Linked DNA regions of Sus scrofa: region 1 is linked to region 2. The links are chromatin contacts, called in public Hi-C maps. All regions are on one chromosome and are shown on one strand. The core of a region is the stretch at or near the end of the contact, and the rest is flanking DNA. Distances in the headings are between cores, read along the strand shown. Region 1 holds the start of NEDD4L (E3 ubiquitin-protein ligase NEDD4-like). Region 2 overlaps NEDD4L (E3 ubiquitin-protein ligase NEDD4-like).

What was found. Hi-C and Micro-C count contacts between places; a contact is called where the count stands out from the background.
Region 1: a Hi-C map of omental adipose tissue shows a contact between it and region 2, with 1.6 times the contacts expected there. The contact joins the promoter of NEDD4L here to the enhancer-like site in region 2. A contact is called at or near these places in 1 of 5 promoter capture datasets (fetal skeletal muscle) and 5 of 47 Hi-C or Micro-C datasets (adipocytes, embryonic fibroblasts, fetal heart ventricle and 2 more).

Annotation. Positions count from the first base shown.
Region 1 is chr1:162,733,661-162,738,261 of Sscrofa11.1, reverse strand. It overlaps NEDD4L (E3 ubiquitin-protein ligase NEDD4-like), which reads left to right and starts at 1,747. Exons shown (of 32, transcript XM_021073866.1): 1 at 1,747-2,136. The coding sequence starts at 2,089.
Region 2 is chr1:162,422,287-162,427,260 of Sscrofa11.1, reverse strand. It overlaps NEDD4L (E3 ubiquitin-protein ligase NEDD4-like), which reads left to right. Exons shown (of 32, transcript XM_021073866.1): 14 at 4,233-4,364; 15 at 4,865-4,974. Among named protein-coding and RNA genes, the nearest start is that of MIR122, 95 kb to the right of the region's middle. Within about 2 kb of position 2,145, at least 2 of the 83 cell types and tissues checked have an H3K27ac peak or open chromatin away from gene starts, as enhancers often do. A contact at or near this core is called in omental adipose tissue, where this site is marked.

The DNA of each region.
Region 1 (4,601 bases), core at 498-2,997, 310 kb before region 2:
CTTAGGCTGGCAGCTGCAGCTCTGATTCGACCCCTAGCTCGGGAGCTTCCATGTGCCACAAATGTGGCTCTAAAAAGCAAAAAAAAAAAAAAATAATAATAATAAAATAAAAATAAATAGAATTTTCTATTAGAAAATTTAAAAAGATTACATCCCCCCATAATATAAACTGTGCAAAACTCTACAAACCTGGCTAGCAATAACTCCTACAGGAATCACAGGCACAGTAAAGGGCACATTAGAATTGGTGTGTATGCCTGTGTGTAGTGTGTGTGTGTAAATCTTTGTCAAAAGAAAAATAATCTAGGCCTGAAAAGGTCCAAAAACTTTGGCTTGGACAGAATGTACAGAGACCTGTCTTTTTAACTATATCTCGGTAAAGACGATTTTTTTTTTTCCCTAAACTGGGCTTTTGTGGCATCTAAGAACTGTTGATTTAATGGCTGACGATGATAGGTAGGGAAAGCTTCTGAGGAGAGAGGCTTTGTCTTGAAAGAAAATCCAGAGAACAGCACATGCTTAAGCCACTGGAATGTCTAGGGAGGCAAAGGAGAGTTTACATTAGGCTGGGTGTTTCCTTTCTTTTGAAAATGTTTTAGCTGGGCACCAAACAGATACTTAGAAAAGTAGCTGTGGTCAGGCATAGAAATTCTTTTGGATCACGTGAATTCTCCTTTCTGAAACAACTGACTTGAATGAAAATCCTAAAGGCACCCTGTGAATACCAAAGAGGGCACTTTGATGTTTTCTTTTCAAAGGCAAATGACATGTTCTGCTTCTGTTTTCTTTTTGAACCCACAACTGTACTCAACAGCTAAATATAAAGAAAGCCTTCCTGAAAAAGTCGAGGGACGAATTTCTCTCACTTATCTAGTCTCTGGGGTTCCTATAAATCTGAAGGATGGAATGAACTGCTTGCTGGAGAAACAGTAGCTGGAGTGTGGGAAGAATCCCACGGTGGCTAATAGGATGTCTTAATCGTCTGCATTTGCAGAGGATAACCTTAAACTTGAATTTGATATTTCACGTCGCGGCTCACAAAAGAGCTGCCTTTTATTCAAAGAACCATGCAGTCTGTTTTCGAGTGGGTGGGTGTGTACTCAGAGCGGGCGCTGTGTTGGTTTTGTTCCCTGTAAGGTTGACACAGGCAGTGGCGACTCGCGGCCACACCGGGGCAGCCTCTTCCCGGCTGGCGGCCGGGCCCCGGCGAATCGACCTGGGGCGCCGACGAAGCAGCTAAGTTGGGCTCGCTGGGGTGGCCAAGAATTTAAAGGGGTCTAGAAACATCCATCTTCCCTCCGTTTAACAATTACGACGAGCTCAGGGCTCTTGGTGAAAGGACCTCGAAAAACAGAAATGGACTTTCTCGTGGAAAATGCCTTCAGCGCCCCCAAACTCCCAGCCTGCCCGCTCCCCAAAGCGGAGAGAAAGCGGGAGGGGAGGATGGGTCAGCTCTGAGGGCCCAGCCCGCCCGGGCACTCCCCAGGGAACCCGCCCCGCGGCCCCGCGTGCCCCAGCCAGCAGCCAGCAAGCCGCCGGGGAGCCCCGGGTGGGATGGGCGTGGAGGCCGAACTCCACCACCCACCGCCCGCAGCCCGCCCCCCAGCCCGGCCTGTGATTGGCTTGGGGGGCGCGTGTGCCCGCCCCAGCGAGGCGGGGAGGGTCCCCTCTGGGCGCCGGGCGGGAGGAGGCGGGGGAGGGGGCGGAGAGAGCGGGGGCCGGGAGGGAGCGAGCGAGGGGGCGGGCGTGCAGGGTTCCAGAGATCTGAGAGCAGGCTCGGAACCCGGCGGAGAGCTGCAGGCGAGCGGGGAGGAAGGGAAAGCGCGGCCGGCTCCGCGCCGCCACTGGCTGCACAGCCGGCTCTCGGGACTGCTGGCCCGTAAGGCTCCGCAGCCTTCCGGGAGGAAGCGGCGCAAGCCGCGGTCGGGGCGCGCGCGCTCGGGCTCCCTCACCTGCCGGCGCCAGGCGGGACGCGCGCAGGGCCGGGTGCAGGGCCAGCGGCCCCGGAGGAGAAGGGAGGACCCGGCGGTCCACGCCGCAGCCCAGCTGCCCGGGAGCGCCTCTGAGCCCGCGCGGGGCGCCGGCTCCATGGCGACCGGGCTAGGGGAACCGGTCTACGGACTTTCGGAAGAAGAGGTGAGCGGCTCCTTCTCCCGACGGGACTCCCCGGGGAGTTCCTGCCCGGCGGCGGCAGGGGGTGGGGACTGGGATTACACCCGGGGTGCGCGTTCTCCGCGCCCGCACGGGAACCCCAAAGGCGGGAGCGCCCGGGAGTAGGGGGGTTCCCAGACGTGTGCTCGCCGCCCCCTTCGCCAAGCCCAGCGCATTGTTTGTAAATAAAGCGGCGCGAAGCCGGGCGAACCGGTATTCACTTGGCGCTCCCGGTCTTGGGGTGGGAGCAGGGTGCGGGTGCCTGTCCGCCCGCGGGTCCCTTTCCTCCAAACTGCGTCTCCCGGGGCTATGGGGCAACTTTCCGCCTTTCGCCCCGGCAGCCCGGGAGTCCATGACGTGTGTCACGTCTGGGTCGCGGCTGGAGACCCGCGCCGCGCGGGGGAGCCCAGGGCCGCAGCGGAAGCTAGATTGTCTCCCCCTGGAACTTTCTTTCTGATGATGGTGTTGGCAGGCGTTCTGATGCGTGTGTGCTTGTTTGGGTGGGAGCGAGTAAAAAGCTCAGACCTATGCAAGCCCGACCCTCGAAGAGTCTGAAGCCAAGAGTGTGGATTTCGGGGTCTTTTTGGTGGAGGGAGGAGGTCTAGGATGGTGGCAGGTGCTGCTGGAAACTTGGGAGGAAGCTTGCAACCCAGCCATTTTTTTCTTTCCGAGGATCCAGCACCTCCGGGGTGGGTGGAGAGACGAAAGCTCAATTGATCCTTTTTATTGATGAAGCGAATTAAGTAAGCCACGCCCTCAAGGCTGTAGATTTGACTGGAAAGGGCTTTGTTTTTACCCTCACTCTCTCCTCGCGGGTTTCCCACTCCCCCCTTTTGAGACGATCCTGCTAAATCACTGCTTAGCCCTCTCCCGACCAGCTATACTCGGCTCTTATTGGTGTGTTGCTCTGCCAAAAAGGGGGGTGGGAGGCTGTCGCTGGCGCGGCGTGACGGGCTGGCTGGCTGGAGCAGGTAGGAGGGGTTTGCCATCTGGCGGGGTGCGCGCTCAGGTCTGGCTCCCCTTTCGAGAGGTGAATTTACAACCCATGAAGCATTACTCAGCGGGGAGGTATTTCCTATCCTGGTTGTGCATTTCATGAAAAGTTAATGCCTGGAAATTCAAGGATTTCTGGGTTTCTCTTTCTTCCGCTCCCTTTTTTTTTTTCCTGAGGTCCCTCTTTCTCTGGTGATGGGGGTGGGGTTAATACAGAAGCTCTTATCCGAGACGTGACAACGTTATGGCTCCTCTTTCACCAGCGTCCTGTCCTGGTACTCTGTGTGTGTGTGTGTGTTTGCGCGCGCGTGCTCCTTAAGTGTATAATGGAATAGGTATTTAAGGGTGGGGAGGGTGTTGGGGGTATGCTTTTTTCTTCTCTTAACAATGCTGGGTAAAGCTTGCTGTGGTGTCAGTTTTATCAGAGTAATCGCAGTGCAAATAATGTGATTGGTGCTTCCGATCATTTTGCCATGGTGTGCTAGTGTAAAATATTTCCCTCCTTTTGTGCAGTTACCTGGGGATGGGTGAAAAGTAGCATTGTTACCCAGAGGGATTGCCCCTCCTGTTTTCTCTCCTCTTTGAGGAGCTTTCTCTTTCATTCTCTACTTCACCATTTAATTGGTAGCAGTAGAGGGCAGGCAGTGCTTTTAGAAAGGTGCTGAGAATACAAACATGCCCAAACAAAGGGCATGAAGTATTGTGAGGGATACAGACAGCTGCCTTTCATCATAGGTCTTTTTTAAAAAAAATTGCATGATTATTCTTAGAAATCCCTGGAAAAAAATTCTTTTTAAATGAGCGTTTTGGGAAATGCAACTGAAGAAATGAATCGCATGCATTCGGTGTTGTTTGTGCTTTGTCTGCATTTATAGCTAATGTCAGAATCTAGAGCACTTCCTACTGCTTTTGTCTAGATAAGTTAATACTGAAGATCTTAACCAGTGTCTAGGGTGAAAGTGAAGGATGGAATGTAAACAGAAACTGGGTGTGTGAGTGTATGTTTGTGTATGACTGGGTTCACTCCTGCATGTTGCTAGAGGGCTATCTGGGGCTGAAAGGGAATATCGAGAGGCAATGAAGACTTTATATTGATTGAGTGATGGCCATGTTGCTGATACTATTTAGTTCCACACATGTTATATTCCAAGAGACACGTCACATCTGTCTTCCTTATTCAGCTTCTCCTACCGGGGGTGGGGGTGGGGTGGGGGGAGGAAGGAGGCAGGGCTGTTTTGATGACTTCACATTTCTGTGGTATTTGCTTTTTATGGGAGTTTTAGTGTTGTCAGGTTGCCCTTCGGAAGACCAGGGATTGCCTTCGTAGAATATTAACAAGAAACTGTTGAATTTGCACGACTTGTTTTGTCTCCCTCTGAATTAGTCTGTGTAGGAAAACAAATGGAAGATTTTAACAGGCTCTTAGAGTAGATGCCCTCTGAAACAAACAGCATGGT
Region 2 (4,974 bases), core at 896-3,395:
GCCCTAAAGACAAGCTAGCTTATGGTTTATGCTTGGAGCTGCTAATAGCTATTGGAAGAATTTTCCTTATTGTTTCACGGTTGTTATGTTTGTTCTAACTGCTTATTAGTTGAGAACACCTTTAAATACATACCTGATTGCTGATTTTCTTCAGGATGTTGATTTAAAGGAACAATTTAGATATATTGTTAGAATGTCCTGCTCTGCATTGTACCCTGGAAAACCAAAGTGGCAGTCACCAAAAATTAGCCCAGCTTAAAGGTTTTGAGCTTCAGTGACTGATATGAAAGGCACATGTTATGTGGGTCAGGCTCAGCCCTCAGTAGAAGCCAAAAAACTTCAAAGGAACTAGCATATTTCCTACTGTGCACTAGCAGTTTCCATGTGATACACTGCAAAGTGGCCATGATCACATCATGAAATAATTTTAATAGAATGCAGAGCTGATAAGCATCTACTTGCATCCATTTTTGAATTTTATTGGCTTTGGAGACTGCTCTTAGTGTTGGAGTGTTGTGATAGCTGATGACATTAAATGACAGGATAAACTGAATTGTGATCATCCTGAGCTCCATGGTCAGAGTGACCTGGTAGGACAAAGGGATCTGTCTGAAGGAGCTCCCTGTGGCCCTACCACCAGCCTTTTCTTTGTACCTGTGCTCCCCCTACCCCTACCCCCCAGCAATGAATCAAATATAGGAGTTTGGTTTTGTTTTCTACTTTCAAAGACTGGGTAGTCCTAGTTTCTTAAACGTTTTATTTACTCTCCTGTTTTCTACATACTCAGAATAAGGCAACTTATTTTATGGCTCCATTAGAAATCATCACATCTGTTTCTTTTGCACCCTTGCCATCCCATGTCACAAATAGCCTTTACTTCCGCTTTTCCAATTCCGTCTCCTACCACGTTGTTTCTCCTCTTTTACACCTTCTCCCTGTCACCACCAACACTGACATGTCCTGTGTCACCCTGGAGCTGCTTTGGGACTTGCCATCGCACTGCTTCCTTTGTGCTCTTGCAAACATGCATGTGGATGCCCCATCCCACACACACACAGAGAAATGGGATCCCATGTACATATTACTTATCAACTTGATAGGATTCACTGTGATCATTTCTTTGGGACATATTAACTATGACATAATATTCAGTGCTGTGAATGCACCACCGTTCATATAATTTCCCCACATGGATGAGCCTTCAGCCCCCAGCCCTTTGGTTCTGCTCACCATGTTGCTTTAACCATCCTGGTGTGGCCCTCTCCACGGTCGTGCTTTTATCTCTATAATGTAATGAACAAGCCCTGATTTTCACCTGTGGAGCCACACCCTTTGAATTCTGACAGTACCCACTGCTGTCACTTCCAGCTGGCTAAGCAAGTGCCCTCTCTGAGGGAGAAAAGGAGAGGGGTAGCACAGTTTGGAGTTCCGCTGTATATACCCTAACAATATACCGAGTGAACAGTGTGGCAGGGTTTGAGCGAATCTTGCAGAATCTGTGATTGTGCCCATCTGTGTATCGTCTTTCAAAGCATTTTGAAACTGACAGCTTTAGCGTAGTTGAGTTCTTCATTTTAATGAAATCAGTGGGGCCACCTAAAGCTGCAGTTACATGGCTGCTTAGCATGGTGAAACACAGTGGTAGATTCAGGTGAAAAGCTGTGAAGCGTTTAAGCTGACTAGCAGTTTTTAACTTGTCTCCTGATTAATTAACTTGTCTCCTGAGGGGATGTGCAATGCCCATGTGCCAGAACACGTGCACACACACACACCACAGGAGAGAGGTCTGATGTTGGCTCGCGGGCTGGGCCGCTGCTGTGGTCTGTCCATGGGAGCTGAGGCCCGCCTCCTCCCCAGCCCAGGGAGGGAGAGGCGGTGTGTTTTGAGGCACAAGTGGAATCATCAGCACAGGTTGTTCTCCACAGTCATTTGGAAGGAAACCTACAAAGAAGCATTGTAATCACACCATCTTGCATAAATGGAACTCGATTATAGGTTGCCAGTTCAATTCTCAATAGAAGGTAAAATGAACATTTTAATCCAATTCGGTGTTCTCTGCGACACTCCTGGTTTTCCATAAACTGATTACTCCTATTGACTGTGCATCTCTAAAAGTCACCTGGTTGCCTGAATACTGTGCTGGGAGTCATCCAGCTCTGGAGCTCAGTTCTGAGGTTATCCATGACACATCCCAGTTATTTTAGTTTATTAGCCTCCTTATAAATATCCTTTCCAGGGATACTATAATGTTAAAACTCTCCCTAAGGTTTCCAAAACAGAGTTTTCTGAAGGCATATCTAATTGCCTCTCCCCAAAAAATAACTCAGTGGGGAGGAGGAAAAGCAGCAAATTCCATTTAGTATTCCATTTAGCCAAGACATTTTTGGCCATCATGTAAACAACAGTAGGTCAAGGCTTGATGGCATGTACTTTGGCAGAAATACTAATTGACCGCTAACTTAGGTTACACCTTGGCATCTAACTTAGATCAACAGAGTCCATCTCTGTAGTGCCCAGATAAAAAGAGTCCAGATGTAGCCTTTTTTTTTTTTTTTATGCCACAGCTCGAGAAGGAGGGCAGAAAGAGCTTCCAGCTATAGACATTCCTTGGTCTTTAATATTCACAGAAGGCTCAAGTCTGCATGTTGCTGTTTCCTCTGCTCTTGCTGTATCCCCACACCCAGATCCAGGACGCTACCCAGTCAGAGTCTTGGAATTACCATTATGGGGCCTTGGGGACTTTATCTGGAATAATGTCAAGGAATTAGTTGCCACAGTTTTAGCAGAAAGTTGTCTTGCAATTACCCTTTCCCTGCTGGGTATGTATTTTAGAAATAACCATTAAGACAGCTGTTTCATGACCCTCATGTTTTTTCTGGAATGTGCTGTTGAACTCACAAAGCAGGGGATTAAGCTTCATTGCCTGAAGTCCCCAAATTATGTGGCAGCATTCCTGATCTTGCTTTTTCAGTTCAAGGTCTTGCAGTGGACTGGGGACCCTCTTTGCCAAGGCACATTGTTGGTGGTGAACACCAAAGATAGGATGAGCACAAGGAGAGATGGGGCTAAGAGATTAACAGCTTCAGCCTAGTCAAGAAAACTACACCTAGTAAAACATACAGAGGTTCAGAAGAGCCTAATTAGAGAAGATGGTACCCAGAAAGAAGTGGTTTCCTTTTGTAACCTCTCATAAGAGATTATTCCTGAAGTGTGGCCTCTTGTTTCTTTTGCATTCTCCAGGAGCCTTCTAGTCCTGATTCTGAGCCCCACCCCTTAGAGTAGCACACCTTTCCCAGACAGCTTATTTGCAGCATCCATACATCTAGGACTTTCTGGGCATCGCTGACCAGCAGTTGAACCACCATTTCATTGCTTCCATGAATCATTGATACGTCTTGCTACTCCAGTATTTCTCCACCCTGCTTGCATTTCTCAGACTGCTGCTTACAAGTCAAAGTGTCACAGGAATGCTCTGGCGATCTAATTTGGACTATCCCAATGTAGTCATTCTGCACTTGACATGTCTCTAAACCTAGAAGCTACCTGTGCTCCATTCACCTTTTAAGGAGAGAAACTCCATATGGGAAGACAGGGGTAAAGACAGCCTCAGTTATCAGGCTCCTTTGGAATTCTGGCCTCAGATGGCCTGGTGACTTCCTGGGCTTGGCTGATTGAGATGTCCTGGTTGGTCCTGGGTGTGAAAACAGGCCTCATAGAGAAGAGACCCTTTATTTTTTTTTTCCACCTGGAAGCTGGAAGTGTCAGGGCCCTGAGCTGATGTGGAATTGAGGAGTAAGCTAGGAGAACACATCTGTGGCAGCTCAGTTGAGGAAACACTACTCAGAGCATCCTCCCTCTCAGAGACAGAGACATTTGACAATTTGAAATACCTTTCAAGCTCTACGTGGTTTGGCAGTAAAATTTAGTAGCTAAAACGAATTGTCATATTATCCTCTTTCCTTATGATCATGTCGGCAACAGCTCTTTATGAGGAAGGCTGTGTGGCCGAGCACTGAATTCTGTGAGATTTTTAACCCTATAGCTTGTGTGGGGGTTCATTTCATAGGAGATTTAAATCTGCTGCAAATGTGTTTTCCAAACAGTCATGTTTTTGATACCAATAGAATTAACTTTGTCTAGCACAAATGATTCTCCGGGTATACATTACTTTATTAAACTGATCAGAAAAGAAATGCAAGATATTGAATAATAATGATTTCTTACACGAACAGCCATCAGTGGCCTATGTACATACCACGCCGGGCCTACCTTCAGGCTGGGAAGAAAGAAAAGATGCAAAGGGACGCACATACTATGTCAATCATAACAATCGAACCACAACCTGGACTCGACCTATCATGCAGGTATGCAGATCACTACGCAACTTACAGGCAGTAAGAAGCTGAAATGTATGTGAACTCCATGTTCCTGATGTGTATGTATTGTTCTGAAGAACCCGTGTTTGAGAACGTGTTTCTCACAAAGCAGATGCATTCCTCTAAACATAACATTGGCCTGCAGAAGAATGGGGTCCCCAAATCAGTCTCTCCCTAAATGGTCCATTTTCAGAATGTGACTGGAAAAATGTTTTCAAAGTAAGAGCCTGTTACGATGGCTAGCGCCCTTCCCAACCCCCTTTTTTCTTCCGGAGGCTGGTTTGTATGCCGGCTGGTGATTCATTTTTATTTCCTTGGGGTGTGTTTCCCCATCCTTCCCCCCACTATTATGTGTTGTCATTTCCTCTACGCTTTAAATAGGCCAGACCTCTTATTACTGCTGGTGGTGGTGGTGTTTGGGTCCACGCTCCCCGTCACACGCAGGGAGCTCCTCGCACGAAGCTAACTTGTGTTTGCCTCCAACGTAGCTCGCAGAAGATGGTGCATCCGGATCCGCCACAAACAGTAACAACCATCTAATCGAACCTCAGATCCGCCGGCCTCGTAGCCTCAGTTCGCCAACAGTAACTTTATCTGC